2 separate regions of the Zea mays genome follow, and region 2 is linked to region 1. A link is a contact called in public Hi-C data. All regions are on one chromosome and are shown on one strand. Each heading gives the region's core, a stretch centred on a gene start, on an enhancer-like site or on the middle of the called end of the contact. The rest is flanking DNA. Distances are from core to core; before and after follow the strand shown. Region 1 has its middle 240 kb from the start of LOC100282324. Region 2 holds the start of LOC103635100 (protein transport protein SEC23).

Region 1 (6,289 bases), core at 997-3,496:
AGGTGGCCGGATTTGGAGACGAGGAAGCAGCGCCTGAGGAAGAATGCCCTTGCACGCGAGCAGAGGGAGAGGGCACAGGAGCACGCCTGCTGCCGGAGTTGAAGAAGGCTGGCGTTGGGAGGAGGATGACCAGATTTGGGGGCGGCTCTAGTGGAGGAGAATGTCGGGGAAGGAGCCAAGGGAGAAAAGGAACGGCAGGGGAGGGCAAGCACCGGCCATCAGAGCGCCATGGGAGCACCTGCGCATGCATGAAGGGGGCAGCCATGGGGAAGAGGGCTGCTGCTTCCCTGCGCAGCCATGGGAGTATGCCGGGAGAAGGCATGGGGAGGGAGAGGAGAAGTTGGCGTGTGGGGAAACGGGGGCGGCGCCCCGGGGAGGAGGAGCCTCCCGGGGACGGCGACGGGTAGCAGCCAACGTCTTATGGGTGGAAGAGGCCGACGGTTGTGAACTGGGGGGACAAAACTTAGGCCTTTGGTAACATGTAAGAGAGTGAAGTACTCTTGTATTTTCATAACACATGGATATAAATATATAGACTCAGAGGAAACCCTAATTCTAGTGGCCAAAATCCCCAACAGTGGCGTCAGCCCATCTAGACATATTACAGGGACAAATGGGACTAGAGGAGTCTAAAGGTGTGTTTAGTTGAGGAGTGTAGAACAATGGAACGACTCCATTCTAGTTTTATTTAGATGTTTGGTTTTCAACAATATAGGAGCGTAGTGGCTTTTAGAGTCTCCATATAAAAATTTACCATAAATAGTTGGAGTGCTCTGCTCCACCAAAATGGTCGGATGCGATCGCTCTCTCGGACGTGAGCGGTCTCATCCCTCTTCTCCCCTCTACACTCATACGACTCTCCAACCAAACAAATAACGGAGCGGCTCCGCTCTATTCTACTCTACAACCAAACAAAAAAATAGAGTGGATCTGTTCTGCTTGCCAAACGGAGAACAGAACGACTCCATTCTTAAAAATTAGAATAGAACCGCTCCATTCTAAAAAACTATAATAGTACCGCTTCATTTTAATTGACTCTCCAACCAAACGTACCCTAATTTAGAGTGTGTTTGGTTGAGGAGTGGAGAAGAATGAAGTGGCTCCATTCTTATTTTTTGGATGTTTGGTTTCCAACAAAAGAGGAGTGGAATGACTCCTGAAGTCTCCATATAGAAATTTACCATAAATAATTGGAATGCTCTCGCTCCACAAAAACGACCGGATGCGAGTGCTCTTTTGGACGTGAGCGCTCTCTTCCCTCTTCTACCATCTACACTCATATGGCTCTCCAACTAAACAGAGAACGGAGTGCCTTTGCTCTATTCTACTTTTCAACAAAACAAAAAATAGAGTGTCTCTATTTTGTTTGTGGAATAGAATGGCTACATTCTCAAAATGGAAATAGAGCTGCTTCATTCTATTTAACTCTCCAACCAAACATACCCTTAATTGCACTTGCACGACTGCCGCTGAAGCACTACACCGAGTCTTTTATTTTTTTTTCTCACCTATATAATAGATATCTCCACCGGGTCTTCTATTTTTAATCACCTATATGAAAATAACTTCTTAGAGTATGGGAAACATTTACTTTAGATTGCTCAAACCTCATTATGATCTAGGAGTGGAAGAGAAAGAGGTCTCTCTTTCATTATAAGAGATAGTGGTGATTCCCAGCATTGCTCAAACTTCCTGGTGCTCTGTCAAACTGTGAGGTAACTTCTCTTGTATTTTCAACTATGTATCTGGACTCCTAACAGAAACTGTCCTATGTTTCTTAATCAGTTATGAGATCAGAATGTGGCAAGTTTATAGCTTTGACATGGCACATAACGACAGAACCCATGGAAAGGACCCTTGCCGAAGAACAGTTCAACATAGGCTGTTACTCTCGGCCATGTGCTGACTTCGGCTAGGAGAGTCACTGATTGTCGACCAGTTCGAAGATCGAGCTCACCGGGCTTGAGGAAGATAGAAAGGAATTTTGATCCGTATATTCAGTGCATTTCAAATTCAAAATCATCTCATCTTACCTGGAAAGGAAACTTATTCAGTGCATTTCAAATTCAAAATCATCTCATCTTCCCCCTGGAAAGGAAACTTGAGATGGCGATAATCACGCCTGATGAGATGAATGTTGTTTCTAGTGAAACTTGGCCCGTTAATAATTTGGGCCAGCTGTCTTCCCTGGCAGTGAGCTCACAGGCTTCTGGGGAGTTCGGTCGGGCCCGTCCAATTTTGTCTTTTAAGGAAGTGGGCTCCCAAGGCCAGCCGTATATTGTGGAAAATGACTCCCCGGCTTCTGGGCGTAACGTACGGGGCCGACGAAATTTGACGTCTAACGAAGTGGGTTCCCAGGCTGTCGAGATGGCCCGTCGCAATCCGGGGTTGTTTTCTGTCAGAGACTCAACTCATCAAAACCTAGGCGTGCTGGAAATTTGTCAAAGATTTTCCAGCCGTCATTCTTTTCTCCCAAATCCTAGGTCGAAGTGCTTATGTCTGGAATCTCTTCTGGTACATGGCGAAGGACGGTTTCGTTGCTAATGGGTGGATGTATGGCGGATCGACGGCACCAGCACCTTCCTGCTGCCCATCGTGGCCGCTTTCCGGGTGCTGGAAGATGGGCTTTCCGTGGCCGCGCGAACTGGGATTGCCGCGGTCGTGGCACCTGGCGTGTCCGTGGCGGACTGGCGGTCATGCTCAGGGCCCTGGCGCGTCGTCCGTTTATGTTGACAGGGAGTACATGGACCACAGAGAGGTACACACTCAGGGCTTGTTCGGTTATTCCTATCTCACGTGAATTAAATGGGATTGAAAAAAATTGTGAAAGATTTTGACTTGTTTGGGATTTAAACCCATCCAATCTCACCCAATCCACATGGATTGAGAGCAAAACGAACAAGCCCTCAATTGGACAGAAAAAGAGTTGCTGATGTTGTTTCCCGAGTTGTTGACAAAGGGAAGAAAAGACGTGAAGATTTTTGTTGTGAAATTTGTGAGGATAATCACGTCCCAGAGGAGTGTTTGGTGTTTAATGGTCTAAAACCACATGCAACTCTGTGGTTTTGCGGGTGGAGAGTCGGGTTTCTTCGAAATCCCAACTTGGGGAGAAAATGGTGTAATTCCAAAGCCCGACAGTGTCACTGCTTTTATAACGGTAAAGGAGGGTGTCGGGGACCATAATTAGGGGTACCCAAGACTCCTAATCTTAGCTCGTAACCCCCATCAGCACAAAGCTGCAAAGGCCTGATGGGTGCGATTAAGTCAAAGCTCGGTCCACTCAAGGGACACGATCTCGCCTCACCCGAGCCCAGCCTCGGGCAAGGGCAGCCGACCCCGGAGGATTTACGTCTCGCCCGAGGGCCCCCTCAAGCAACGGACACACCTTCGGCTCGCCCGAGGCCCAGTCTTCACCAAGAAGCAACCTTAGCCAAATCGCCACGCCGACCGACCGTATCGCAGGAGCATTTAATGCAAGGATGGCCTGACACCTTATCCTGACGCGCGCCCTTCAGTCGACAGAGCCGAAGTGACCGCAGTCACTTCGCCGCTCCACTGACCGGCCTGACAAGAGGACAGCGTCGCCTGCGCCGCTCCGACTGCTGTGCCACTCGACAGAGTGAGGCTCACAGCAGCCAAGTCCGGCCTCGGGCGCCATAGGAAGCTCCGCCTCGCCCGACCCCAGGGCTCGGACTCGGCCTCGGCCCCGGAAGACGACGAACTCCGCCTTGCCCGACCCCAGGGCTCGGACTCGGCCTCGGCCCCGGAAGACGACGAACTCCGCCTCGCCCGACCCCAGGGCTCGGACTCGGCCTCAGCCCCGGAAGACGACGAACTCCGCCTCGCCCGACCCCAAGGCTCGGACTCGACCTCGACCATGGAAGACAGACTCGACCTCGACCTCGGAGGAACCTCCGCTTCGCCCGACCCAGGGCTCGGACCGACCACGTCACAGGAGGGGCCATCATTACCCTACCCCTGGCTAGCTCTGGCTACGGGGGACAAGACCGGCGTCCCATCTGGCTCGCCCCGGTAAACAAATAATGATGGCGCCCCGCGTGCTCCATGACGATGGCGACTCTCAGCCCCCTTACGGAAGCAAGGAGACGTCAGCAAGGCCCCGACAGCCCCGACAGCTGTCCTTCCGCAAGGCTCCAGCGCTCCTCCGACGGCCACGACATCACACGAACAGGGTGCCAAAACCTCTCTGGCTGCCACGACGGCATGTACTTAGGGCACTAGCTCCTCTCCGCTAGACACGTTAGCACACTGCTAGATCTCCCATTGTACACCTGGACCCTCTCCTTACGCCTATAAAAGGAAGGTCCAGGGCCCTCTTAAAGAGGGTTGGCCGCGCGGGGAGGACGGGAAGGCGCGTGCAGGCCTCTCGCTCCCTCCCACGCGGACGCTTGTAACCCCCTACTGCAAGCGCACCCAACCTGGGCGCGGGACAAACACGAAGGCCACGGGTTTCCCCTTTTACGCATGTCTCCCTCTGGTTTTCCCCCCTTCGCGCTCCGTCTCGCGCCGACCCATTTGGGCTGGGGCACGCGGCGACAATTTACTCGTCGGTCTAGGGACCCCCCGGGGTCGAAACGCCGACAGTTGGCGCGCCAGGTAGGGGCCTGCTGCGTGTTGACGAACAGCTTCCCGTCAAGCTCCAGATGGGTAGTCTCCAGCAACCTTTCTAGCCCGGAACGGTGCTCCGTTTCGGGAGTCTTGAGTTCATGTCCCTCGACGGCGGCTACGACATGATACTCCTTCCCCCGCCGCGCGACAGCGACAACGGCGGCCGACAACCCGCTCGCCGGCGGCGGAATCGACGACGTCTTCCCCACGTGGCGGAAAAACAACATTCGGGTTTGTCCCTTCGCTTCCCCCGCCGACGGAGGAGGAGGCGGGGCAACCAAGGCCAAGCAGGAGGCGGCACCTCGTCGGCTGTCGAGCGAGTCGACGGCGCCGGCGCCCCAACGGGGGACACGTCGGGCATCGACCTCGCGTCTGAGACGAAGACGAGCGCCGTTTCCCCGCAACACGCCAACTCCAAGCGGACGGACGACGCTAGCACGCTCGCAAAGGACTTGCTGGGCATCACCCTCGTACCTGAGACGTCGGTGCAGTCTGTCCCTGCCGTAACTTCGTCACCGCCCGTCGACCAAGAGGTACCGACCGATTCCCATCTCGTGCCTTTTGGATTCAGCCTCGACCCGCCAAGCGACTCCGCTTCGGTGGATGCTTTCATAGAGGCGAGTCCAAACCCTCCGGGGTACGGTATGCGGTCACCCTGGGACCGGCTGATAGCCGTCTCGACCTATGGGCCCTCGGGTTCCGAGGAAGATGACGAGCCCGACTTTTGTTGGGATTCATCCGGACTTGGTAACCCCAGTGCCATGCGGGACTTCATGACCGCATGCGACTACTGACTTTCCGATTGTTCCGACGATAGCCGTAGCTTCGGCGACGAGGACTGCGGCCCAAGTCGTGAATGTTTCCACGTCAATCTAGGGGGTCCCGGCGAAGGCAACCATCTTGGTATACTGGAAAACGGTGATCCCCCTAGGCCTGCGCCTCGCGTTGACATCCTTCGGGAGCTAGCTGTGGTCCCAGTCCCTGCGGGGGGTCAGGACTCACAGCTCGAGCAAATCCGTGAGATGCAGGCCAGGCTCGACGAGGGAGCAGGAACACTTGAGCCGTTCCGCCGGGACATCGGGCAGGAATGGGCAAGCCAACCTCTGGCCGGAGAAGCGCGTCATCTACCCCAGGGCATCCAGCACCGCATCGCCGACGATGTCAGGGCAAGGCCGCCACCGGCTTCCAGTGGGGTCGGCCAGAACCTGGCTGCAGCGGCAATACTTCTCCGCGCGAAGCCGGAGCCATCAACCACCGAGGGTCGGCGTATCCAGGGAGAGCTCAAGAACCTCCTAGAGGATGCCACGGTCCGACGGGTCGAAAGCTCTGCCTCCCGAAGGTAGGGGTACCCCTCGGAGCATCGCGCCGCAACTTCCCGTTTCATGCGGGAAGCCTCGGTCCACACCGGGCGCACGCGCAACACAGCGCCTGCGGCCCCGGGTTGCCTCGGCAACGAGCACCATCACCGCAACCGTCGAGCCCACCTCGACGAGAAGGTGCGCCGAGGCTACCACCCCAGGCGTGGGGGACGCTACGACAGCGGGGAGGATCGGAGTCCCTCGCCCGAACCACCCGGTCTACAGGCTTTCAGCCGGGCCATACGACGGGCGTCGTTCCCGACCCGGTTCCGAACCCCGACTACTATCACAAAGTACTCAGG
Region 2 (6,289 bases), core at 2,806-5,305, 350 kb before region 1:
ACTCGTTTCCATTTAGACCACATAGGTGCGATTAATTCAGACAAACCAAATTGTAAGGTTAGCAGGAAGAAAATACCTGCTCATATGTAGGGTCCTTGTGAGCTGGGATCAGGCGTGAGACAAAATATCTAGCCTGAGAGCTTCCTTGCTGTGCCAAAATATAAGGAAGAACAGTCAATTGTAAAAGGAAAGCATGCTGCACTCTGTGTAAGTGATCTTTCACTCTAGTTTACTTGATTGAAAAAAGTATTAAAAGCCCAATAATTTGAAAGAATTTTCCACATTTATACTAAGAAAACTCCCGTGCCACAGTTATCTTCAGTCCGATGTCATGTAAACTATTAAACACTTCAAAGCAAAAACTATTAAGCACCACAAAGCAAACCAAATATTTAAATGGAAGTGAACATATGTAACAATAGTCTAGCACCAAAATTTATAATCACAAGTTGCAATCCACCAGACATGGCCTACACTAGTTAAGACAATAAATTTATTGCTGAAATAGTAGATATTAGATGAATTCTGGTATACCACACTATAAAGGTGTGCTCACATCCAAATTTGTGCAGATGTCATCAGAAGAACATCTAGAAATAACAGTAAAGAATGAGAACAAGCAAACTAACTTTGAATGAAAGTATCCTGGGAGCTGGAAAACGTTTCTCGCTGAGCTCTTCTGCCAGAGTACGGCATGCTGCTAAAGCTGCTGCACTTTGTCCTTCTTGGGCTGCTAGCTCAGCACCCTGAAAAAACGTAGCAATGGTGCTTATATAAAACATTGTTCTTTAGCAATAAACAAACAAGCTTTTAAGGAAATGTCTAAAAAGGTACAAAAATGATTTTTTATAAGACCAAGTCTCGGATATACTCATATTTAGTTTAGTACGAACTAGTTTCCTATATTTTGGGTATCTATCAGTGACAATTCAATAATTTCAGTTCGCTCATTTTTTACATTACATTGGAACTTCGGATTCTTAAGTGCTTTTGGAGTGAACCACATAACCCTAGTGCAAGTTCCTGTTTACATTTTTGTTCATCGTACAGGAGTCAAGACATATAGACAGTTCAAATATGGCAATCAAGAACAAGACATCCTAACAGATATAGTGCATGCAGGGTAAAAATGAGCATCAAGATTCATAAAAGATGACTATGTAGAAGAGTTGAAGTCAAATGTGCAAGGAGCTAAGTAACATACCAACCAAATGAAAATATCTGTTCCATGGTCCAGTACCACTGCAGCATTAGATTGCATGACAAGATCATATGCTGGCAGCTCCTCAAATGTACCACCTTCACGATGCATTATGCACCGAGGTGCCAACATACGGAGCGAAAGGTCAAACGAAGCATTCAGGAACAAATTCCTAAGTACGGATCTTTCATCTTCATGTCCGATTATGCTACCTAAAAGTGGTCCCCTTTTCAGATGAAACAAGCACTCTGGGAGTGATGCTAGTTCTTTTGGGAAGCGGTAAAGCTTTGATTTGGGAGCCTGACTACCAAATTTTAGAGCTATGTCCTTTACTCTTTCATCAATTGAGAGCCTCATATCAATAGCATCAGAGGCAGTCCTGGCACGCAATACAGTTCTTTTACCAATGATAACTGCCGCAACATCCTCCTGCACACTTGCCAGATATGCAGACAAACCATCATCAGTCTGCAGCCTCATAGTGATCACCCGAGTGATTTCTGTTTGATATATATTGGAATAATGGACAGCAAACTGAAAGAAAACAAAATCACTTTTGATATCAGCCTTTGTCTCCATAGACACAGAAAAACTCTGTGTTTCCTCAACACTATGCATCTGGATACAGAAGGAACTACCATGTTTGAACGTTTCATGAGAATCAGGAGAAGCCTCTTCACCAGGGCCAATAACTTGAGTAACATACATGTTATCTGAACACCTGATCTCAAATAAGCCATGGGAACCAGCTGCTCTAGTTGATGCCCTTTGCAAATTGACCCCAAAGGCCTCTCCAAAGTCATCATGAGCTAAGAGCACACCTCCAGAACACTTTGCCAATGGTTGCAGAACAGGGACCCTCACAGGACACTGTCCAGCACAAAAGATATCAACAACAGTACTGTGTCTCTGTGCTTCATGACCAAGACTCTCCATCCACTTCATAGCTGTCTTCTCCAGATAAGCATAGTTGGGATGTTTAGCTGAATGAGGCACCGATCCTGGTCCAAAGGTGCTAGGGCCACCAGCACACACCAAGATCCTACAGTTTCCACCAGATCTCTTGATGATTCCACGAGACAACTCCACTGATGGCCCTTGAATAATACCAAGGGCAACCTCTACTGCTGCTCCAACACACCGATCCCTTAACACTTCTGGCACGCTCAGCTGATAGGGTCTCAGAGATGAGAATATTGTGTGTGCAACAGGTAGCGAAGCATGTATAGGAGACAGGTAAACACCTGTCCCATAGATTAGGGCCTTCAAAGACTCATGGGTAGGCGACTTGTTTCCAGGTAGCACATCCGCTGACACTGCTGCCCCCTCTGAGAAATCATACACTGAGACAGTTCTCCCATAGGTGATTATTCCTATCTTTGCGGTAGGAGGGAGCGAATCCACAAAGGCATGCAAGGAGCCCTGAAGATGCTGCAGGTGCGCCTCATCGAGGCATTCATCTATGAGGATAAAAATGGGGCCGGACACCCTCGTGTCAGACACTGGGACAAAGCCTGGACGCCTGTTCCCCACCTGCACATAATCCACAGTCGTGGATGCAAGCTCTGGCCACTGGAGCAGGTCCTGCTTGCTGGAGACAACGAATTCCCCCTCGCTGCCATTGAGCTTCTTGCAAATGACGCATTGCCACTGCCCGGAGCCGATCTGGACATCACAGTACAAGTTCACATAGGCGCCACAGTTCAGGCAACGGCGTGGATCACGCTCCACAACCTCTGGGCCAGGTGACACCTCCTTCCCTGGAGAAACCAGAGCTCCGAACCCCAAGCTAGGGGCATTGAGCAGCTTCTTCTGCTTCAGAACCTAGAATAGCAAAAGGCAAACCAGAATCAACGCTGGCTTCCAAAACCATGTAAATGGGTGTGCGGGTGGAGGCATGCTTTGTATCCATGAACGAATTTGTGATCTGATCGAAATGGCACTGTGCTTATTTGTACACACCACAGTTGAGATGTAGAAGGGCGTTCACCTTGTTTGCGGAGAACTGTACATAGGGACTGTCGAGGCCGTCTCCCTGGATTGATGATGGCGCAGGGGCATGGTCCCCGTGAAGCGTGGCAGCGCCGTTGAGAAAGTGCGGCGCTGATGAGGTGGGGAGGGAGGCGGTGGTAGCGGCAGTGGCGGAGGAGGACGAGGAGTAGCCCCCCGAAGCGGCGAAGGACACGGGGTGGGGAGAGGCCGGGGTGGCGCGGAAGGGCACGGCCGCAGGGCGCAGCGGCGAGGAGAAGACGGGCGGGCCGGGTGGCGTGCTGAGGTGCGGCAGCGCGTGGCCGGGCCCCGAGCCGGGGCTGGGCGTGCCCCGCGCGGCGGCGAGGCCTGGAGAGAAGACGCGCGGCGGCGGTGTGAAGGGCGCCGAGGCGAACGGAGGAGACGCGTGCGCCGGCGGCGGCTGCGGGCGCTGCCCCGGCGGCGTCTCCTCCATGCCGGCCGCGCTGGCTGCGGATCCGGTGGCGGCGTGCGGATCTGGAGCGGAGGGATGGGATCGGGGAGGAGGAGCACGGGATGGGACAATTTGAGATCCGGACGTGGAATGCGACGAGGAGGAAGGAAGAATTGCTGGAGATGGAAGATGTGCTTCGGTGACACCGGATTTGCGCCGCTCGGGTTAATCGAAATCGACGTCACTACGGCTGGACCTCGGCTTCCTATTGGTCGGGGCTCGGGGCTCGCGGGTTTTCTGTCTACGAGAAGAGCAGATTAGTAGAAATGCTTGCGGCCCGACGGCGCGGGTAGGCCGGCTGGGTTCCTACCGTTTGCAAATGCAGCCAGGCAGGGAAGCTGGTTCAACTCTGGACTCTCGAGGCGGGAGGGTGGAGGCACCAGGGATGGCAGCAGGTCGGATAAAGTGCGAGTAAGTTATTTATTCGTCCGCCAATATATTCGCGTCCCTAGTGTTTACCCGTGCTCGTGAGAGCTTGCGGGTAAAATTTTCGCCCCGTACCTGTACTCGCCAGAAAATACCATACGAGTATGTGGTCATATTCATTTCACCAAAAACATCAACAACTTGACAGACATAATATATTGGCAAGAAATATAGTTCAAACTTCAAAGTCCACAAACACGATCGATCATCCACAAATATAAGTCTCAAACATAAGTCGACAAACATAATCGACTAGGATGTAGCCTGTGGGCCGGTGGCATGGGGATATTTTGACGGGCTAGTAAATTAAGCGGATGAGTAATACCTGCGGGCGAAATTTTATATCCGTCAATTACCCGCGAGTGAGAAGTGTTGCTTGTATCCTTACCCGTGGGCGAGATTTCTTACTCGTATACATGACCATCGGGTACGAAACCCGCGAATACACGTGCCCGCGGGCAGAATTGCCATCCCTAGGAGGCAACAACGCCTTGCTTTCTGTGTGCAATGCAAAATGTAACACAAGTCGTCGCGGTTAGGTATTTATAGGTAATGGAGCGAATTGTTGGGTTCCAAATATCATTAAACATTCGATTATCTGCTACATTATGAGAATATTTACCTCAATAGGGTTAACAGAGTTGTAAGGTACATTAACCTAAACATACTATAGAATCAAAGGGGCTTACAGGCTAACCCTGCGCTAAAATATGATTAATTGTAGCCGGATAAGTCTGATCAAAGTATGATCGAGGTCGTGTTTGTCCTTCGCTCTAACACTAGCCCCGAGGGATCAGTTCAATTTGGTGAGCTGGTCTCAAAATCTGTTTTCAGAAGATGGTCAAACCATACCCTCGATCAAAGTTTGAAGTGGCCTCGAGTGGTGTTTCGTAGTGTGATCGTTGGGATGTGGCATTGAGATATTTGATGTTTTACTATGTGTTCAGCACTAAATTGAGCTGGCGGACGGTCCGGCCCTGAGGTCAGACGGCCCGCGGTCCGGACGGTCCGCGCCTGTGGGCCGGACGGTCCGCGCGTGCGCAGAGCAGTTTAGGGTTCCGAGTTTTGTGCTACGGTTGTTAGCTAGATTTACGGAATTAGCTCGGAATGTATTACGTGTGTTACCCCCTAATTCAACCTCGTGCGAAGGAAAATTTGCTATACTAGATTTATCAAATGCACGTACTAGTCTCCTATAATCATTTTGCATACCCCCTATGATATTCTGCATTTGTTCTTGCTGTTCATCTACATAATTCTTAAGAGATTGTAGCTCGTTTGTATTACTTACATTGGGGATATCTGGTGTGGGTCGGAGCGAAGCCGGATCCGTCGCCCGTTGTCGGACGACTTTATTGTTCCTGTTCACCTTGAAGTTGGCCAGGAACTTTGCTCTCGCCTCTTGAATCAGCTGCTCCTTATGCTCCTTGAACTGGAGCTGTTCGTCAGCCGGCAAGGTTTCCCAAGTCGACTCTATAATGTTGCTGGGGGAGACTTCAGAACAATCCCTTGAACCGGCCATTGAGGGCCAATTTGATGGGTCTAGACGTGTTGACCCCAGCGGAGTCGCCAAAAAGTATGTTGACACCTTTTTAGAGCGCCAATCACTCAACACGAACCAACAGCGGTGCTCTCTGCTCAGAGGAGCCCCCCTCCTCTATAAATAGAGAGGTATACGGCCGATTTGGAGGAATCAATCGAATCAATAACACTTCTATTTCGCATTTATTTCCTAGGAGTAGTTCTAGTCTAGTTCTAGTTTAGCCTTCCAATCCCCAAATTCTTCGCTTCTCGTCGACTCTACGTCGATTAGAGGAGTCTAGGTCGGCCTGCTGAGCCTAGACATCACCTAGGATCTCTCCTCCTTGACGGGGTCCCTCCCGGGAGCGAGATCCAGGCGCTGTCGGCGATCTTCCACCGCCCCTGCGCACGCGCGGACCGTCCGGCCCCAGGGCGCGGACCGTCCGGCCGTCAGGCAGGAACCCTAGCCTCGCGCTAGGCCGCGGATCGTCCGGCCCCTGGTCGCGGACCGTCCGCCCCTGAGCAGAGAGCACCGCTGTTGGTTCGTGTTGAGTGATTGGCGCTCTAAAAAGGTGTCAACATACTTTTTGGCGACTCCGCCGGGGACAACACGTCTAGACCCATCAAATCGGCCCTCAATGGCCGGTTCAAGGGATAGTTCTGAAGTCTCCCCCAGCAAC

The links. A called contact is a pair of places that touch in the nucleus more often than the background predicts.
Region 2: a contact with region 1 is called in a Hi-C map of ear, with 1.9 times the contacts expected there. The contact joins the promoter of LOC103635100 here to the enhancer-like site in region 1. A contact is called at or near these places in 3 of 25 Hi-C or Micro-C datasets (ear, leaf and tassel).

What each region holds. Positions count from the first base shown.
Region 1 is chr8:39,251,313-39,257,601 of Zm-B73-REFERENCE-NAM-5.0, reverse strand. It overlaps the pseudogene LOC103653157. Among protein-coding and RNA genes, the nearest start is that of LOC100282324, 240 kb to the left of the region's middle. Within about 2 kb of position 2,246, at least 16 of the 20 cell types and tissues checked have an H3K27ac peak or open chromatin away from gene starts, as enhancers often do. A contact at or near this core is called in ear, leaf and tassel, where this site is marked.
Region 2 is chr8:39,601,457-39,607,745 of Zm-B73-REFERENCE-NAM-5.0, reverse strand. It overlaps LOC103635100 (protein transport protein SEC23), which reads right to left and starts at 4,055. Exons shown (of 5, transcript XM_008657643.4): 1 at 3,192-4,055; 2 at 1,205-3,025; 3 at 630-746; 4 at 77-148. The coding sequence starts at 3,644.